Linked DNA regions of Mus musculus: all the other regions are linked to region 3. The links are chromatin contacts, called in public promoter capture Hi-C maps. All regions are on one chromosome and are shown on one strand. Each heading gives the region's core, a stretch centred on a gene start, on an enhancer-like site or on the middle of the called end of the contact. The rest is flanking DNA. Distances are from core to core; before and after follow the strand shown. Region 1 overlaps Sh3gl3 (SH3-domain GRB2-like 3). Region 2 overlaps Sh3gl3 (SH3-domain GRB2-like 3). Region 3 holds the start of Whamm (WAS protein homolog associated with actin, golgi membranes and microtubules).

Evidence for each region. Promoter capture Hi-C pulls out the DNA fragments that hold promoters and counts their contacts.
Region 1: a promoter capture Hi-C map of pre-B cells shows a contact between it and region 3, with 5 times the contacts expected there. The contact joins the enhancer-like site here to the promoter of Whamm in region 3. A contact is called at or near these places in 14 of 39 promoter capture datasets (the 3T3-L1 cell line, 3T3-L1-derived adipocytes, the C10 cell line and 10 more) and 1 of 484 Hi-C or Micro-C datasets (adipose-derived mesenchymal stem cells).
Region 2: a promoter capture Hi-C map of hippocampal neurons shows a contact between it and region 3, with 3 times the contacts expected there. The contact joins the enhancer-like site here to the promoter of Whamm in region 3. A contact is called at or near these places in 6 of 39 promoter capture datasets (the C10 cell line, the SN4741 cell line, embryonic stem cells and 3 more).

What each region holds. Positions count from the first base shown.
Region 1 is chr7:82,262,625-82,266,295 of GRCm38.p6, reverse strand. All of the region lies in intron 2 of Sh3gl3 (SH3-domain GRB2-like 3), which reads right to left. Among named protein-coding and RNA genes, the nearest start is that of Gm32903, 8.5 kb to the right of the region's middle. Within about 2 kb of position 1,270, at least 12 of the 459 cell types and tissues checked have an H3K27ac peak or open chromatin away from gene starts, as enhancers often do.
Region 2 is chr7:82,280,600-82,284,282 of GRCm38.p6, reverse strand. It overlaps Sh3gl3 (SH3-domain GRB2-like 3), which reads right to left. Exons shown (of 9, transcript NM_017400.7): 7 at 125-228. Among named protein-coding and RNA genes, the nearest start is that of Gm51492, 15 kb to the left of the region's middle. Within about 2 kb of position 1,937, at least 19 of the 459 cell types and tissues checked have an H3K27ac peak or open chromatin away from gene starts, as enhancers often do. A contact at or near this core is called in hippocampal neurons, where this site is marked.
Region 3 is chr7:81,569,047-81,572,760 of GRCm38.p6, reverse strand. It overlaps Whamm (WAS protein homolog associated with actin, golgi membranes and microtubules), which reads right to left and starts at 1,469. Exons shown (of 10, transcript NM_001004185.3): 1 at 852-1,469. The coding sequence starts at 1,439.

The sequences.
Region 1 (3,671 bases), core at 21-2,520, 690 kb before region 3:
CCTCCAGCGTCCTGCCCTGTTTGAGTTCCTGTCCTGACTTCCTTCTATGATGAAGCCTTCCCTTTCCATTTTGCTTTATGATCGTGGTGTTTCACTGCAGCACTAGTAACCCTATCCTGCTGAGGATAAAGTGAGATTCACACTGTATTAGGATAAAAATATGGACCAAAAACCAAAAATGTAATAACTTATAAAACAGAATGTCTCCAAATGCTGAAGCATCCAAGCTTGACCTGAGATCCCACAGTTAAACTGTGACACACAAAAATGTCATACTACACAGTGACAGATACAGCACATGGAGTTTACAAAAAGTGGCAAACGGGGGAGGGGGAACCACAGAAGGTCAGCATCCACAGAGCTCAGAATTCTCACTATACATAATTTTTTTAAATAAAGTAAAATAATCTGGTAAGATACATTGTGAAAGGAAACTCATGAGGAGGAGAAACAAAGGAAATTCTATGCATGGTACTGAACACATTGGCAAAGATAGGTGCTCAAAGGAAACCTAAACTAACTCGTGAATAAATACAAAGAAACCAAACCAAGTGGCCCTCCTGGAATGGCTGCGGTGTGTGCACACACAGGTGTGTCTGTACTAACAAACTGTTATGCAAACATCTTTGGCAAAACTCAAAAGAAAAAAAAAAAAAAAAACAGAGGCAGGCAGAGGTATGAGCATGTTGGGGAAGGCTGTGTGTTGTGAAGTGTGTTCTCCAGTTGATTAAATATAGGACGTGCAACTAACTCTCCCGGGCCCAGCCCACACAGGGGCTGAGTAGCAGAACAGGGTTCTGAGGATATCATGGGGCTGGAGAGACGGCTCAGTAGTTAAGAACACTGGCTGCTCTTCCAGAGGACCTTGGCTCCATTCCCAGGACCCACATGGCATCTTCCAACCATCCAGAACTCCAGTTCCAGGAGATCTGGTACTTTCTTCTGACTTTCATAGGTACTGGGCACACACAGTACACATGTATGTGTGTGTTGGTTAAAAATGGGGTCCCAGTCAGGCAGTGGTGGCGCACGCCTTTAATCCCAGCACTTGGGAGGCAGAGGCAGGCGGATTTCTGAGTTCGAGGCCAGCCTGGTCTACAAAGTGAGTTCCAGGACAGCCAGGGATATGGAGAGAAACTCTGTCTCGAAAAAACAAAAACAAAAACAAAAACGGGGTCCCGTGTCTGGCTCACCACGGGTCTAGGGCCACTCATGGAGGCTGATGTGGGAAGTTTGACTGTGCCGCGGACCCCATGCAGCTGCAGCCACTGCCGGGTGGGCGTCAGGCTGTGAGAAGCCGCAGGACTCCGCTCTGGGGATGGGGAAGGCGCAGTCTGAGGTCCCAGTGGATCTGCCAGCGTTGGCTCAGGGTCCCCAGGCCCGCATGGAGGCCGAGGATGACAGTTTCGGGCTTTCAAACATCCCAGACACCGCTGTATGCTTCAGAAGAGCTGAGAACAGAGCGGGGCCCACGGGTGGGCTCTGGCCCAGGGTTGAAGGGAAAAGGACAGGGAGGAGAGCTCCGGCTGGGTCCCGCGGGGAGGGGAGTCCTTGTCTTGCTTAGGCTGGTGGCTTGGTGGTGAGCAGCTTGTCTCAGCTGGCTGCCTTGGCTGAGAGGACAGAGAGGCCTCCGGCATGCTCCTTAGAGGGAGACCTGCTCCATTGCTCCAGCACTGCGGATCCCCCTGAGAAGAGGCAGTCCATGGTTTTAAGGTGTTTATTAAAGAAGGGCAGAGAGAGGGAGAGAGTAGAGAAGTAGAGGCCGGCAATGGCCACAAGGAGAGAGGGGAGAAGGGAATGAGGAGAGAGGGGGAGCAAGAGGGCAGGAGAGAAGCAAGCAGGAAGCAGGAGTAAGTGAGGGAGGAGGGGCAAGCAGTTCCTTTTATAGTGGGCCAGGACTACCTGGCTGTGTTGCCAGGTAACTGTGGGGGTGGAGTCCAGTCAGAATGCCAGGAACTTGGGGCATTGCCATACATGACTAATGGCCACACACCTCTCTGCTGTGGGAAGGGGCTGTGGGAAGCTGTAGCTAGGACAGGACCCAGGAGCCCAGGAGCCCAGGAAGCATGGCTGAGAAGTCACCTACAGGGTCACCAGGGTTTAAAGCCTGTGCTTGACCGGGGACCAGGCTGCCTGTGCACAGCTCACTGCCCCACGTGTGTGTGTGTGTGTGTGTGTGTGTGTGTGTGTGTGTGTGTGTGTAAAATACATGTATATATATTTATATGCAGGCAAAATATACAACACACACACACTATAAAACGACCTGTGGCTATGGCTACAGCCCCTTTTTTTCTTTTGCAATGAGCATTTGTGCTTCCTCCCTCCTCCCTCCAGGCCTTTATGATTTTCCACCTTTTCATTAACAAAACAACAAGACCACTTAGCATCTATTTTTTGTTATTATCTTCTGACTTATCAACCTTTTTGCACTGGTTTCTTTTTAGTTGTGTGTATTATATGTCTGTAAGAGGCTGTGCGCACATGACTGCAGATGCCCTCAGAAGCCACAGTCATGGGATCCCCTAGAGCTGGGCTTACAGGAAGGGGTAGCCTGAGCCCTGGGAACTGAACTGCAATCCTCTGCAAGAGCAGTGCTCCATATCAACCGTCAGGTCCTCTCTCCAGTCCCCATACTAAGCTCTACCTTCTATGTGGAGTGACTTAATTGGCTGATGATCCCCCAGCTGTGGACTCTGTGATGTCCTTGCTTTCTATCAACGCTGATTTCCTGCTAACTGCATCTGAGATGTAGCCATAAGTCACAGGTGCGGAAAGCAAAGTTCTGTCACTTGTCATAATACATAATTCTACTTTTTATTAAAATCTCCTTCAAATGAAGAAGTGACTTCACATTTTCAAAGGAGATTTGTTTTTATTTTATATAAATGAGCATTTGCCTGTGTGTTTGCCTGCTACCCTTGGAGGCCAGAAGAGGGCGCCAGATCCCCTGCAACTGAAGACCGTTGTGGGTCACCCTGTTCCTCTGCAAAAGCAACAGTGCTCTTACACGCTGACCCCTCTCTCCTGCCCCAGGTTCACATTTCTGAGGATCCAAACGTGGCGTTGGGAAGCCATCTTCCCTGTGATGATTTCGTTCTATGGCTTTAAGAAACTTTCCCCGTGAGTCCTCTGTAACTGCAACCAAAGAGCCTGGGAAGAGTGACCACTTCCACCCGGGGGGATGCAGGCTCTACTTATACACAGTCAACGGTATGAATGTTTTGCCCAAACCTTCCTTGAGCCTATGAGAACCGTTGGTCCATCTGTTACTACAAGAGAGGGGAGGGTGGGCAGCTTCTCTGACTTCAGTCTCTTCTCAGGCCTCCTCATAGCTTTTACCTCACAAACTTAGAAGCTATGTCTGATTCAGAACTCTGATACTTTTCTTCATCTTCCTATATTTTTTTAAAGTTCTTCGGGGGGTATTTTGAGGAGATAAAGAGGAAATGGATATATGATTAAGATGCATGCATAAAATTTTAAAGATTACATTAACATGACAATTTTTTAAAGGAAACATTTTTCCTTGCAATGCATTTTTGGTACTGTGCTATCCTCTGATGTTAGCATCGCTCCTTTGTTTCTGCTTAGTAAGCATGTTTGTGGGTTATTATTCCCATTGCCCGGTCATTCTCATGTCATCTTTTAGATGACTCTAATTTCTTCCA
Region 2 (3,683 bases), core at 688-3,187, 710 kb before region 3:
GGTAAACTAACCCAAGCCAGCCAGGAAGCCACGGGAGCTGACTTCTGACAGATAAGCCATGGTGCCTGAATGCTCTACCTGTGGGGCTGCTTCCATGCTGCCTGAGCGAGGCAAAGGTGCTTACCGCAACTCCAGCTTGCTCTGCAGCTCCTGGAGGATCTCTGTGGACTGCCTGTGATAGTCTAATGCCGCCTCTACAAACACAGCCAGCTGGCTCACTTGCTCTACCTGTGGCAGAAGTGCAAAGTTACTCTATGCTGGCCAGAGCCCTTGGGATACCCAGAGCAAACAGGAAGCCAGTGACAGCAGCTCAGCTCTGCAAGGCGGCTTGGCAACTGTCTGAGCCCTGGTCCATGTCATCTCATCCCATCTTGGAGCCCTAGGATCATGAGGTCACATCAGAGCTGTCAAGTTGATTTGTTATTCCGAATCTGCAGTAACTTGCCCATCTCCAGTAGAAAGACAGGGCATCAAATGGAGGGATGGAGTTGCCATCCTACAGTCAAAATTCTGACCCATAATTGTTCCTGTGTAAAAGAACTGCAGGGACAAAAATGAAAAAGAGACTGAGGGAAAGGAGGTCCAGTGACTGTCTCTTACGGTTATAAAATTATATCCTGAGTGGTTTGTTTTTTAATGTTCTAAAAGTCATGGATCTAAAGATGGCAGGAAAGAGTTTCCCAACTGTAAATGAAACCAATGGTAGGCATGAGAGCTTGCTTAGGGAAATGTCCCTGTGAGTACTTTCTAGTTAAGCCAGAACAAGGAACAAAGTCAGCTAATATATACTCAGAGAAACTGGGGACATAAGGCAAGTCACACCTGTTCCAGGGCAAATAAATGTTCCCTGCGTTTCTGCTGCCATTCACAAAGCATCTTCCCTGCCACATACAGCAGAAAGGATGAGCATGGAGACCCCATTGTTCCTCTTCCCCACAAATACATACATCAGAAAGGATGAGCAAGGAGACCCCATTGTTCCTCTTCCCACAAATACATACATCAGAAAGGATGAGCAAGGAGACCCCATTGTTCCTCTTCCCACAAATTGGAATGTTCGTGAAGGTAGTGGCTGATTACAGTGGCACTTGGGGTGGGGGAGAATGGGGAGAGGATTACGGCAGGGTCCCATGTTGCCCACATTCTCCTCATACCAATTATATAGCCAAGGCTGGCCTTGAACTGCCTCCTCCTCCTCTCAAGTGCTGTGAGGTTTTGTTTGGAAGCAGTTTGTAAGAAAGGCCCAGAAGAGCTGCAGTCTTGAAGAAGGACCTGAGAGAAACCTGCATCAGGGGGGCTGAAGAACCACCACAGCAAATCAGGATTAAGTTTATTTCTAGAACCTTCTGTAGCAAGCCCCCAAAGATTGAGGTAATTCCTCCCAACCAGCCATTCCCAGTCCAAACCTCAAAACCTCCAGATCTCCACAGAGACACAAATCAAAACCGCCCGTCGCAGGCTTCGCCCAAGCAGCCTTTTCTTACATAGCATTCTAACCATCCGAGGCAGGGTCTGGTTGTTCCTCACTCCGCCATCTGCTTCTCCCTGAGGAGCCAACGGGGGAGCTGCTGGCTTCCACAGATCCATTTGCGTTCGTGTATTGTTGAGAACTCTTCCTGCCCACGTTTTACAAACACAGCTTCAATGTGTGTTTACAACATATACAGAGCCCACTCATGCCAGGAATGCAGTGGGCACACGCATGACTAAGGAAAGCCCTGGCATCGTGCTTGCCTTACCGTGCTCTGTGGCTAGGAAAACAGCCCTGGCCCTCCATTTCCCAAAACCCAATAAACAAAACAAGGACAGCCTGGGCCCTGCAAAACCCAAGGATTTCTTACATTTCACCTCTTTGGCTTTTACCAACACTTTTGAACAAGTCCAGCACCACAGCCTGACATGATCGTGGCAGATTCTGCTAAGAATAGAGCACTGCTCCCTTGCAATGCTACAGCTGCACGCTCTGTGAAAATCGCCGTGACCTCTCTGTCTCTAGAAATAGTAAGGTGTCTGTTTTGAGCCTCATTTTAACTAAGCCAGCTATCTGCAAAATTCAAAGAGGGCTAAAAGCAACCAGGTGAATAACTTGATCGTGCATGTGCAGTTCACAAATATCGTGCACGTGAGTGGGAGTCACACCAACTATGCTCTCTGACAGCTAAGATCATGCAACCTAGAACTCCATCTGGAATCCTTCCCTTAGCAGCTGACTTTGGGAAGGCGACAGATTCCAGAGCCCCTAAAAGCTTGGGAGACAGCAACATCAGCACTCCACGTGGTGCCTGCACATAAGGGGGTGCCCAGCAAAGTTACCAGACTCGGCTCTTCCTACTGAGGGCAAGTCAGATGAAGGCAAGTCAGATTCAAACTGGATTATCTCGGTCACGGTCAGGAGTCAGAAGCTTCTCTCTGCCTCCTAGGACGTGAGCTGTATGTGAACCAGCAGAGATGGCGTCTGCTTCCAAGGGTACAACTTGAACTAAATACCTTGAAGGACAGAGCCAAGCTAAAGCAACAAACTCGGGGCCTGCAAAAGCCAAAGACTGTCCAGGCAAACACACCCTCCATCGGCCACATTACGAAACTTGAAAGCTGCCTGTTGGTTTCATTTGTGGGTGAAAGCTATGAATATGCTAGGTTGTACAGGAAGGGGTACCCAGCAGATAGGTTACACTAGCAACCTTGAAACACGGTGGTATCTTGGGTTTCCAAGGTAGCCCAAAGTAACTATAAACTGTCTTTGGGTTGATAATGCAGCCCAGATGGTAGAATGCTGACCCTGAATGCACCAAGCCCTGGGTTCAACTCTCAGTGTTACCTAAACCAGAGGTAGAGACAGGAATCCCAGTGCTTAAGAGGAAGACAGAGAGGCAGAGCCAGGCGAATTTCTGAGTTTGAGGCCAGCCTGGTCTACAGAGTGAGTTCCAGGACAGCTAGGACTACACAGAGAAACTCTGTCTTGAAAAAAAAAAAAGGAAAAGAAGAAGAAGAAGAAAAAGAAGAAGAAGAAGAAGAAGAGGAGGAGGAGGAGGAGGAGGAGGAGGAGGACGACGACGACGACGACGACGACGACGACGACGACGACAACGACAGAGGGTTCCAGGTCATCCTCACTGCAATGAAGCCAAGCTAGGAGCCACAAAGCTAAGGAATTCTTGTGCTCTCCAGAGACTGCAAAGGATGACAAAGCAGGCTCTTTCCTTCAAGCCTCCAGTCCTGCCATCTCCCCCTATAGTCTAATTTCCAACCTCCAGATCAGAAGGCAATCGATTTGTACTCTTTAGCCGCAGTGCTGCTTGTGGACACTTGTTACAGGAGTCACAGAAAACGAACAACACTTTTTTCTTCTCTTCTCAAACCAAGAGAACTCTAAGGGTGGGCAGCACCACTCAGGGTCTCCATTTCCTGGAGATGGAAGCTGCTGCCTTGAGACTCATGGAAACAAACTGTTACCTTAGCTCTATGGTCCTTGGTCTTCTCTAGGCTGGGGGGCTGGAGAAAAAACAAACAATACAGACTCAACCTCCACCTATGACAGTCACCAATGCTGCATCAGAACCCATGACACCTATGCACACATGTAACTCCATAACCTCTCTTCCGCTGCAAACTGAAGAATACACTCCAGAATATGAAGCTGCTCACATATTTTGGCCCTGGGAATGAGGCCGAGTCTCGATGCC
Region 3 (3,714 bases), core at 220-2,719:
GAGTGTCCAGAATGTGGAATGAAGCTCTGAAACTTGGCTCTCTTCGTGAAATTGTTGCTGGGTAAAACTTATACATTCTCCCTAAATCTTCCAGTGAAGTGAAAAGTCCCCACTCTTTAGGGTCTGTTAAGTTTACCACACAAATAATGAATGTGTGTGTCTCAAATTATCTGGTCCAAAAGAGCCTTCTTGTTGTTGCCATTAAAGGCAGATGAGTAAAGCCTCACTCCCCGAGGGCTTTCCATCTGCTTGAAGATAATAATAAAAATCCTTATTGCTTGAAGAAAAAATAATAAAACTATCTTTTAAATGTCATTCATCCTCAGACAGTTTTAGCCATCCCTCATCTTCTCCGGAGAACCCCAAATTGCTTCCACTTAGCTTATGTTTTTATTCCGACGGACATGCCTTGTTTTCAGTTTTACTTTCATATTTCTGGCCTTTCCCATTACAACATCCTGCTCTGCCCAGAACAGGGAAAAGGTGAAGCGCAGAGCCTGGCTCAGAACTGCAAGTAAACTTTTACCTAACCCCAGGACTGGAGAGGCTGAGGCAGAGGAATGTCCTGAGTTCAAAGCCAGCCTGGACCACAGATTGAGACCCTGTTTCAAAAACAAAAACAAACAACCAAAACAACAACAACAACAACAAACCAAGAGAGCCAGGCGGCGCGGAGCCGAACTCTGATAATCCTAGCAGAAAACAAAAACAAAAAAACACAAAACACCACCACCACCGTGTTTCAACTTCAAGGTCCCCACTCTCTCTCAACAGAGGCGCAGGTGCACCAGCGACGCCCGGTGCGCATCACGAGTGTCCCGCGGACCCGCCCTCGGCCCGGGGCCTCATACCTGGTGCAGCCGGGTGGCCGTTTGGCCCAGGCGAGCGCGCAGCGTCCTCTCGCGGAACTCGCTCAGGCCCTCGCAGTCTGCCGAGTCACCCGGGGCCGGGAAGAGCACGTCGCGCACGGTGGCGCCGCCGCATCCTTCGGCCGCCAGGCCCAGGTAGTGCTCCAGCTGCCGGCACAGCTCCTGCAGCGCCGAGTCGCCAGGGTCCGCAGGCGCCGGCCACAGGAGCGGCCACAGGAGGGCCCACAGCCCGCGTCCCAGGCCCCAGCCCGCGCCGCTCGCCGCGTCCAGCTCGGGCGGCAGCGGCGGGAAGCAGGGCTCCAGGGCCGGCCACAGCGCCGCCAGCTGCCGGTGCGCGCCGCGGAACCCGGCGGGCGACAGCACCCCGGCCCAGCTACATCCCCCGTCGCCGGCCTCCCGCCGCTCGCGCCGCCGCCGCTGCGCCGTGCGGTCGTGACAGGTGACGGCGAACTGGCCCTTCGCGGCGTTCCAGGCCACCAGGAAACGCAGCTGATGGCGCTCGGGCTCCGGGAAGAGGTCCTCACGCAGCGGAACCCAGCCATCCAGGCTGTCGGGCTGCTCGCTGTCCATGGCAGCCGCACACCCTTAGACTGCGACAGGCCACGACATTTTCCGGGAGCCGCTACTGTCAGTCAGAGGCGCAGAAGCTCCCGCCCCCTCATTCTGATAGGCTGTGTGAGGGAGGCTGTCTGGAGTTGGTTAAGTGAAAGCCAATGGAAAGTCTTTTCGGGGAGGCGGGACAAAGTCTCCCTTTTACAACACCGGCGAACCTTGAACTCTCTAAGTGAACCAGGCTAGCCTTGAACTCGTAAGAGACCACCCTGCTTCTGTCTCCTGAGTGCTGACATTAAAGGCATACAGCCGCTATGTTCGGCAAAGATTTTATTTTTAAGCCCATGTATACATGGGCAGGACGACATCACACCTTAGTACAGATGCCAGAAGAGGGCGTCATGTCCCCTAGAACTGAATACTCTATGGGGCTGTTAACAGCTTAATGCACTCTCTAAAAATAGTAATTCTTAGCTGCTGAGCCATCTCTCAAGCCCCTATCTTAGTTCTCAACATTACAATGAGAATTTCCCTCAACAGGATCCTATTAAGTATGTGGCTCCTGAAACAAACATACTGGCAAGATCAAACTTCTATTTGAACTCAATATTTACTTACTGAGGGCTCTGGGGTGTCAAAAACTAGATCGCAGACACATTTATTTTTGTCAATATAGTAAACTTACTGAGTATCTGCTGTGTTGTTGGTATATTGAGATGGGGGAGAGGGGGAGTGCCTAAATATTTCTGCTTTCCAAGCCAGTCTATGCCAAGCATCATCCTGACAGCAAGGATTTGAGACCTAGAGAGGGAATTTGTCTACAATATATGTGCACCAAGGCTAAGCAGGATGGCCTCACTACTGAAAGCATGCCGCCGGGGTATTATAACAAGCCAATAGAAAGTGCTGCTGCATTTCCTCACATGAGCCCTAAAGATGCCAGTTCTAAACCTGCAGCCACCTTAGATTCCGAGAACAACAGACAGCCATAAAAACCTTTATGATCTAAGGCAAGGTGAACCTTGAAGAAGAGGTCACACCTGTCCTCAGAAGAAGTGATTATCTATGCTAAAAAGCTGTGCCCTCCAGAGCAAGTAACTATTCCTGGAGATGACAAGACCTGTTGGGAAGGACCTTGAGATGAGGGGCAGCTAAACCACACCTTGGTAAAGAATGCCTGCATATGCATATCTCCTTTTTAAATGCACTTTATTCCTAGGAGAGGATCTTTGTCCATTCTGGCTCCATTGGAGCCTTTCGGCTCAGATGCCAAGCTTTGTCCTTCCTTCAGATTAAAACTGAAATCTTTGTCCTCCTTGTATTTGATCTGTTGGCCTTCACCATCCTAGGCCTTCAGTTTGCTAACCACAGAAGCCTCCATAATCTTATGAGCTAATTCTTCAAAATCAATCTCTCCATTGTGTAAGCATCCTGTTAGTTTATTCCATCTAAAGAACCTTGATGTTAATACAGTGTGTGTGCTTGTGTATGTGTGCTTGTGTGTGTGCTTGTGTGTGTGCTTGTGTGTGTGTGCTTGTGTGTGTGTGTGCTTGTGTGTGTGTGTGCTTGTGTGTGTGTGCTTTGTGTGTGTGCTTGTGTGTGTGTACTTGTGTGTGTGTGCTTGTGTGTATGTGTGTGCTTGTGTGTGTACTTGTGTGTGTGTGTGTGTGTGTGTGTGTGCGCTTGTGTGTGTGTGTGTGTGTACACACTTGTATGTGCTCATGCATGTAGGAAGACATACATGTAGGATGAAATGATATTTTATGTTTTTTCCATGTATAAATATATCATGGGCATGACCACATTAAAGAAAAGTAGTCGTGAGGCCTACATAAAGATATGATAAAGAGCCGGGCATGGTGGTGCACGCCTTTAATTCCAGCACTCGGGAGGCAGAGGCAGGTGGATTTCTGAGTTCGAGGCTAGCCTGGTCTACAAAGTGAGTTCCAGGACAGCCAGGGCTATACAGAGAAACCCTGTCTTGAAAAACCAAAAAAAAAAAAAAAAAAAAAAGGTATGATAAAGACATGCTTAGCATGAACCCCTGGTTTCAATCTCCCAAAACAATAGACATCTACATCATTGTTTTTAATATTTGCAAATATTGAGTTAACTATATCACAATTACCTAATGAATCGCACTTTGATAAAAATAGATTAATTTTTAGTTTCTGCCCATCTAAGCAATACTATATGGGGCTGAAGGTAGATAAGTGGTATAGCTTGCTAAATATACTTCAGGCCTTAGGTGGGTCCCTCCCCAACCCTCCCCATACCCCATCTCTGCCCCACA